Regions from separate parts of the Rattus norvegicus genome. Here regions 2 and 3 are each linked to region 1. A link is a contact called in public Hi-C data. All regions are on one chromosome and are shown on one strand. The core of a region is the stretch at or near the end of the contact, and the rest is flanking DNA. Distances in the headings are between cores, read along the strand shown.

Region 1 (2,700 bases), core at 65-2,564:
TCACACTTGTATTTTTCTTAGGCATAGCCCTGCGCGAGCACCTTCCCTATTTCTATCCCTTCCAGGCCCACCACCCTTATCCAGTCTATTCCTTTCCCAAACTTAGGGTTCTCGGTGCAAACTCCCCTACCCCAATCTCAAAGACAGTTGCCAGGCTACTTGAGACCCGTCACAGTATTTATTTGGTGCCCATTTGGAGTCCATTGCTCTAGAAGGATATAGGGCGCAGCCTCTAGGCCAGGATCCTTCGCCCTCCTTTCAACAGAATAGTGTGGGTCCTAGAGGGGAAGCAGAGGGGTGTGGTGCCCAGATAAACCTCAGCAGTCCTGACTCAGTGGCTTGCCCTCCCTGGCCTGTCTCGGAGAATTGCCGACGAGTGCGGGAGGAGGAACACTGGCCGCAGGGGATTCAGTTCTTCTTGGGAGGGCTGGGGAGTGTGGGCCAGGGCTACTTTTTGGCTGGGGGTTGATTTGGGGGATCTTGAGGTACGTAGGAGAAAGGAAAGGTGCCGCCGTGCCGACGACTCCGCGCCGTTTTTCTGCGTGCCTGGCCACCTGGCCTATCCGCTGCGGCGGCCCCGCGGCCTCCAGCGCCCTCCACTCGCCTGGGCTCCGGTGACGTCGTTGGTTGGGGCGGCACCCGTCCTCCCCGCCCCCGACACACACATACATACACACACACACACACGCGCGCGCGCGCGTGCACACATACCTTCGGAAGGGGGAAACTGAGGCCAGACAGAGAGAGGACCCCCGCCAAGGTCACGTCGGGCGGGGGCGCGGGGTCAGGCTCCGATTCTGTGCGCCCCTGGACCCCGCGCCCCGCCGGCCCGACGCGTAAGGGCCGCGCTCTCGGCGGGTCGGCGCGCGCTCGGCGGCTGCTGACACTGAGAGGTAGGAGCGGGCGGGCCGGGCGCGGAGCCCCCTTGCGGGACCGGGCTATGCGGACCCCGGAGGGCTAGGGAGCCGCGGTGGTTTTCCGCGCGCACGCGCGCGTTGAGGGCTTGCAGACTCGGGGGACTCGGCACCACTGGCTTTGCAAGCGGGGTGGTGCGGGGCGGCCCCTGGGACGCGCGGAGGACGCGACCGAATAGCTTCTGCGCTCTGCGGACCGCGCAGCGGGGAGCCGGCAACCTGGGTGGGGGCAGGCGCCTTCCACGCCAATGCGGTGCCTCCCGCTGTGTTGGGACAGAGTGCCGGGGTCGCCCTATGACCCTCACCTCCTTTCCTCTTCCCCCTCCTCCACCTGGAGAAACCCGGCCAGCGCTTCCCAGTCCCGAGCCTGCGGGCGGGAGGGAGTTAGAAGCATCTCAGGAATTTGCTCCACACTGCTGGACGCGCCCGGGAGTGGGTGAAAGCTTAGTTCAGGCTGAGCAGCCTGGGCCAAAGGGACCTGATCCAAAATTGGCCCTGCTTGTGTGGCCTCGGGCAGCCCCTCCTGCAAGATCTTGGTCTCAGGGGTCCTCCTGGTAGGCCCCTCCCAGTGAAATCAGTTCAAGGGTCAAGGTTTAGGGGCAGGACATAGTGAAACCTCCGGACCCAGTCCTATACGTGACAAGAGGCAAGCTGTAGGGTTGTGAGATTTGCTGGGGGCTGGTAAAGGAAACCCCATTCCTCTCTAACAACCTAGGCTTGGGACCTTAGGGTGAGGCTTGGTGTGAGAAATCCCACCCTCACTCTGATCACAGCAATTGTCCTTATTCTGTGCCTTGGCAAGCTTGGTCAGCAGAGAAAGTGTACAAAGTCCCAGGGAAAACCCCCTTCCATGTTTCTACTGGGTAGTACCCACTCTAAATTGCCAAGCTGTAAACTGTCACAGCTGATCTGTCACTGGAACAAACTGAGCAGAAAAATGACAATGGGTGTCCCCTCCCCTGGCTCTGTCCACTTCATGAGCCTACCAAGGACAGCAGTGGGCACTGCCTGGTCAGTTGTGTGTGTTGCTCTGAGCATGCTCAGTTCCAACCTGGTGGCTAGATCAGGAGTCTGGCTGTGCACATTGCTGAGCCACTGTCCCATTTCATCGCCAGCATCTGCCTGACTGTGCTCATACTGACCAGTCAGTGCAGCCCCTCTCCAACTCCAGAGGAGGCACCAGCATGGCCTTCTAGTTACCCGTCCCTGCCCCCAGCACTGTGCTCTGCTCTTCATGGACTGGCAAGGTGGCCAGGCCTCTCAACTCGGATGCCCATAAAAGCCCAGGAGTTGAATTTGAAAACCAGATGTGCCCCCTGCCCCCTCCATCCCCAGTACTGGAAAAGACAGGCTAAAAGGTGGTTCAATGTGCCACACTGCCCACAGCCTAGCCACTGAGTATTGTGCTGGAGAGAGTACCCAAGAATCTGATGACAGAGAGAGGCAGGGACATGTCCAAGGTCACATAGCACATTCGGGGTTTGGGGACCTGCTCCTGTCTCCCAAGCACCCCAGATATTCCTGGGTAGCTGGTGCCTGGGGAAGGGGCCATGAGACTGGAGGCCACCACCGAGGTCTGTGCAGTGGAGGAATAAAGAAAGAGACCAATGCTCCCTTTTGTGAGGGACTCTGGCTCCTGCAGTTTGCAAACATTAAGTAATCTTAGGTCTTATGACTAAAGTTGCCACTAGTCTCAAGGCTGCTTAAAGGGCCCATAGCACTCACGACTGTGGCTGCCCTGCCCAGCTCTGCTCTGCCTGCCATCCTACGACAGGCCACTTCCCCA
Region 2 (2,700 bases), core at 19-2,518, 330 kb before region 1:
TCATTCCTTTCAAGGCCAGGTCCTAGTGACCTAACCAGTTTCCCCTAGGATACATTGTTTTGTTTTTAATTTCTAAATCTTTTCAAAAAATTAAGTTTTAAAAATTCTGTATCTCTTTGTGAGTATATGCACGTGCGTGCAGGTACCTGCAGTGGCCATAGGCATCAGCTCCCCTGGAGCTAGAGTTGTGAGTTGTCCAAATGGGTGCTGAGTACTGAACTCAGGTCCTCTGCATTCTTAATCCCTAAGCCACCACTCCAGCCCCCAATCGTCAATCCCTACCCTCTCTGTCCGGGTGTGTGAGCGTAGGGTATGTCTGCCTGTGTCGGGGTGTGTGAGCATAGGGTATGTCTGCCTGTGTCGGGGTGTGTGAGCGTAGGGTATGCCTGCCTCTGTCGGGGTGTGTGAACGTAGGGTATGCCTGCCTGTGTTGGGGTGTGTGAGCATAAGGGTATGATTGCCACTGGTCTGAGAACAACCTCAATGTTGGTCCCACTGTTCATTTAAAACAAGGCCTCTTACTTACTGCTAAATACATCAGGCCAGCTGACATGCAAGCCTCCGGGGATTCTCCCATCTTGTCATTGGAATGCTGGGATTGCAAACGCATGTTACTGCTACTAGCTTTGTGCCGGTGCTGGGTTTTGAACACCCTTTTGGACACCTTTGAACATCCTCCTCCTGACTCAGCGAGTGCTTTACACACTGAGCCATCCATGACATGTTTTCTAGCATATGAAATTTAGGTTCTTAAGGCCGTGGAAGTCATGGCAGACATGAGCTAGCTTCTCACCTGGCTTGCTCAGCCCTCTCTGAAATGGGGATGTCAGTAGTCCTTGTTCCCATGGTTGTTGAGAGATGAGATGAGGGAAATTGGTCATGAGATACCTAAGCAAGACTAGAGCACCTTCACCGTGGAGTCCAGTCTCACTTCTCCTTTCTGGGAAGTTGAATTCCTATCCAGGAGCTGTCATTCAAACAAAAGTGCTGCGTTCTCTTCTCAGATGGTAAAGATGGTGGGTTTTCGAGAACCGGTGATTTCCTGGGGAATTGTTCTTTGTCATGGTTTCTTGTTGGCAAAGGCATTTTTACACAAAATAGACCCAGGGGGAGCACAGAGAGTGCTCAGGACAAGGGTCATTCTTTGCTGAGCATCAGAAAACCCATGGAAGCCCATCAGGCACAGCCTTTTTGGTAGTACAGTGAGAGCCCCACTGGGTCCAGATGGAGAGAAGAGCTTGCTCACTCTGGGGGATAGTCAGATGCTCACCAGTGCTAGCATTCTTCAAGCAGCTATCTTGACAGCAGGCCCCATGAGTCAGGGCTGGAGATGGCTGTACTGGTATGCAGCATTTCACACCTTCACCTTCCCTGCCTTTCTTGTCTCTTTTTCATACAGAACTCTCAATGCCTTCCGATCAGTACGAGCTGCAGCTCCAGAACAGCATCCCAGATCCCCAGGGAGACCCTGCCCGTCCTGTGGCCGTCCTGACCCAGGACACATCAAGAGTCACTGCCATGCAGATGGGACAGAGCAACCTGGTCCTGGGCCACAGGAATATCCTCCGCTCAGGCACTGTGTCGTGCCGACTGCTTTGAAGCCAAGTTGTTTTTCTCCCTTAAAAGCCAGCCAGGACTAAAAATAGCCCTGTTTCCCCATCTGTCTGAAAATCAGAAAGAGCCTAAATAGCAACCCGCTGAGTGGAATTGCTCACCTCTGGATGACTCACAGAGACTCCCGGAGACGGGAGTCTGCGGCAGAGGCATACGTCACTCCAGGCCTCTGGAAGCTTCTCAGGAACCACAGTCCCCTGAGAGGGGGCCTGGCAGAAGCTGTGCGAATACTGGCACAGAGGTTGTTATAACCCAAGATTGATTGTATGCCCTGTGGTCCCGGGTGTTCCTTGCAGAGACTCTGCTTTGTAGGGTAGACGGACAGTACAGGGAGGGTCTTGACTCACCAACGTCTTTGCTGTAATTGGCGGAAGCTACGGGTTCTTCACCCGCCTCTTAGTGCATGGTATCTGCATGATGCTCAAACCATGTGCGTCAGGCAGAAACCCTAGCTGCTTTGCCTTTCGTACCTTATGTTTTATACCTTAATTAAGAATTCAGGCATCCGTATGCAAGGAGCTTCTAGGCTGCCCAACAGCACCATCTATGTGGTTGAAGCCGGGTACCTAGGTAAGTGTGACCCCTGAGGTTTCCTAGACATTGATTGCTTGTGACTCCATCAGTTTGAAAGATCAAAACATAAAAGCAGGAGCTGAGCACTGTACGTCTTAGCTAATATGAGAAGGGCTCTGGGTTCAGTCCCTTGGACCAGTCAGTAAAAGCAAACCCACAAATCTGCAGAGGTACAGTAGCTCCCACAGTGGCCACACCCTCTGCCCTGCTCACGGCCATCAGTCCTCAGCGCTGGCATCATGCAGACCTGAGTGCTCCTCTGGACCTGTCCAGGTTGGGGACCCTGTGCTTAGCTGAGTTACAGAGCACCTTTTGGTTGACATGACAGATGGCAGTACCTTGGCAGGGAAGAAAGCAGCATCAGGGGGAACCACCAGTAGCACTAAAGACCCTGAAGCCCAGGAGGATCTAGGAGCTTCAATGACTGCCAGTACTGAGATGTTTGGGACATGTGTGTCATGGGAGTCACCAGGGTAGCATTTCCTGGAGTCTGAGGCAACTCACCTTGGAGCT
Region 3 (2,777 bases), core at 37-2,536, 390 kb before region 1:
AATATATAACTTTCCCCCCAGGTTCCTCCAAACTACGCCTGATTTTCACTGAGGAAGGGCAAAGGCAGACCTAAACTTGAAAGAGGAAAAACCTTAACGGCTGATTTTTTTATTTTTCAAGGACAATGTATTTGTTAGTTTCCCATTAGTATACCAAAATACCTGAGGAAAATAACTATATTATTTAGTTAATTCTTTAGTGCTTGGCACTGGAGAGATGGCTCAGCAGTCAAGAGCACATGCTGTCCTGGGAGAGCTTGGTTTCCAGCACCAGCGCTCAATAGTTCGCACAGCCTATCACTCCATCTCCAAGGCTCCCTGCTGGGCTCCACGGGTATCTGCGCTCACTTGCACATACCCACGCACAAACACATATTCACATAGGTTTGAAATATAATATGGCTCGGTGATTAAGAAGCTGCTCTTCCAGAAGACTGGGGTTCAATTCCTACCAGAACGGCTCTCAAGCAGCTGTAACTCCAGCCCCAGGGGATCCAACGCCCTCTTCTGGCTTCTGTGACTACTGCACTCACATGGTGCATAGACATGGATGCAGGCAAACCACTTGTGTAAATAAATAAATAAATAAATAAATAAATGATATTTCTCTTGGCCAATGACTTTGGAGTCTGCAGTCTAGAGATGAGTGGTTGAGAAGACAGCGCATCATAGAGGGAGGATGTGGATCAAGTAACGTATTTGTGATCTGGAGAGTGAAAGGGGGGGCACAGGCACAGGCAGACAGAGACAGAGACACCCATGGGGGCATCTCCTAATCTCTTTCAAGGGCACACCACAAATGACCTAAAGAGTTCCCATTAAGGGAACTCCTAAAGGTACATAGAATCACCACTCTGGAAAACACATTTTATCACATCTATCTCTCAGATCATACAGCATCTACATTTTATCAGGTCCTACTTTCTGTTGAGGATAACTTAAGGGTAAATTTCAAAGATAAGTTAACTATAATGGAATTTGAGTTTTATGCACAGACTTCAAAACTCAAGCTTCACATAATACAGAATTCTTTTAATGTCCTTCTAGAACCTCCTCTCCTAAACCACTAGATCCTGGACCCCTCTGGTGCTTCCTCTGAAACAAGAGGGTCAGTCCTGGGAACTCAAAGCCAGCAGAAGGAGCCGAGTCCACTCTGTAACTCTAATGCTTTTCTTTCTGCCACAAGGCGGCGCTGTGAAACAGCATTCCAGAGAAGTGTGGTGAGGGAGCTTGGGCTTGGTTGCTTCCTGCTGACCCAGAGGTCCGCAAAGTGCTATTCCGTGAGTCATCAGCCAGCTCTTGGTGGCCTAAGCCGGGAGAGAACAAACAGGCATCAGTTGCTAGTGGCAGTGGGTGCCGAGACAGTGTGGAGCAGTGGACCATACCAGAAAACTTGATAAGGGTCGAGTGGATTCAGAAACCCTGGCACCCTCATACCTGAGGACAATAGGTGTTTCATCTGCTCCCGACCAGATGCCTGGCCTGGAACACGTGACCACAACTCCCCACATAAAGAATGTGACCACCAGTCACGAACCACAGAACAGAGTTCTGCGTGCTAGTGAGATATCTAGATGGTCCTGAGGATTTAGCCAATAAGCTTCCCTTCCTAGACATTTCTTCCTACAAAAGGTATTTAATCTCTGGTCCACGCTGAGGAAGTTGTATACACCTATTCTCCACGATGAACAATCAAAAGCAGTTTGGAACCAAGGACTGTCTCCCTCATCAAAAATAGCCATGTGAAAAAGCCTTTGTTGTACAGAGCCACACTGCCTAAGGCTCCCACAGAAGGCCCCTCCATGTTCCTGGACACTTGCCGCTAAGCAAAGCTGGAGTTCCCCTTCTCCTCAGTCCTGGGCTGGTCTTCGCTGGCTTGTGGGCCTGTTCTGACTTCTCCTGATTCCCAGCGGTGTCCGGGTATCCAGGGGTTAGGGAACACCAGCTTTGGCCTCAGCCTGCTTCGCTTCCCATCCAGGCTGGGGTCCCCATCCTGTGCTCTCTCACCCCTAAGCAGTGCAGCACTTCCCACAAACTTAACATCTGATATCAGCGTAGGGTGAAATGCAGCCTAGCACCCTGCGTTTTGTCTGCCCAAGTGGAAGACGGAACTTGGAACTGCAGACAGCAGCTTCTAATGTCACAGCCATCACAGCCCTCCTGTCTGTTAGGTATGGTTTGAATGTGAAACGTTCCACACAGGCTCCCCTGTTTAAAAACTTGTTCTCAGGGGGTGGCACAGTTTGGGCAGGCTATAGGATCTTTTAAAGTAAGGTCTGATTGGCGGAAATGGGCACTAGGACCTTTGAAAGAAATTTTAGCTTGTTCCTGCTGCCACGGTGGACTGAAATCTCCAGTGAGCCAAAATAAATCCTTCCTGCCTTAAGTCGCTTCTGTCAGGTGTTTTGTCACAGTGATAAAAGCTGACAAGAAGCTCGGGGTGTTGTTGCTGTTGTTGTTGTTGTTGTTGTTGTTGTTGCTTTTATAGCTTTTAGGTTTATTTATTTTAAAGGTGTAGGTGTTTTGTCTGTATGTGTGTGCGGTACATGTGTGCCTGGTGCCCATGGAGTTCAGAAGAAGGCATCAGATTCCCTGGGACTGGAGTTACAGACGGTTGTGAGCCACCATGTGGTACTGGGAAGAGAAGTTGGGTCTCGTGCAAGAGCAGAGTGGCAGTGATCTTAGCAGCTGAGTTATCGTTTTAGCCCCGTCGTGTTTGTTTTAAGTTTACAGGAGTTGTTTCTTAGAAGTGATATTTTACTTTCTCATCTAGGTAG

Evidence for each region. A called contact is a pair of places that touch in the nucleus more often than the background predicts.
Region 2: a Hi-C map of the A7r5 cell line shows a contact between it and region 1, with 4 times the contacts expected there. The contact joins two enhancer-like sites. A contact is called at or near these places in 3 of 12 Hi-C or Micro-C datasets (the A7r5 cell line, frontal cortex and psoas muscle).
Region 3: a Hi-C map of the A7r5 cell line shows a contact between it and region 1, with 3 times the contacts expected there. The contact joins two enhancer-like sites. A contact is called at or near these places in 6 of 12 Hi-C or Micro-C datasets (the A7r5 cell line, Schwann cells, frontal cortex and 3 more).

The regions. Positions count from the first base shown.
Region 1 is chr4:124,797,690-124,800,389 of GRCr8, reverse strand. All of the region lies in intron 1 of Iqsec1 (IQ motif and Sec7 domain ArfGEF 1), which reads left to right. Among named protein-coding and RNA genes, the nearest start is that of Iqsec1, 29 kb to the left of the region's middle. Within about 2 kb of position 1,314, at least 38 of the 93 cell types and tissues checked have an H3K27ac peak or open chromatin away from gene starts, as enhancers often do. A contact at or near this core is called in the A7r5 cell line, where this site is marked.
Region 2 is chr4:125,132,494-125,135,193 of GRCr8, reverse strand. It overlaps Nup210 (nucleoporin 210), which reads left to right. Exons shown (of 40, transcript NM_053322.3): 7 at 1,400-1,558; 8 at 2,116-2,184. Among named protein-coding and RNA genes, the nearest start is that of Nup210, 33 kb to the left of the region's middle. Within about 2 kb of position 1,268, at least 52 of the 93 cell types and tissues checked have an H3K27ac peak or open chromatin away from gene starts, as enhancers often do. A contact at or near this core is called in the A7r5 cell line, where this site is marked.
Region 3 is chr4:125,188,945-125,191,721 of GRCr8, reverse strand. No RefSeq gene overlaps it. Among named protein-coding and RNA genes, the nearest start is that of Hdac11, 17 kb to the left of the region's middle. Within about 2 kb of position 1,286, at least 13 of the 93 cell types and tissues checked have an H3K27ac peak or open chromatin away from gene starts, as enhancers often do. A contact at or near this core is called in the A7r5 cell line, where this site is marked.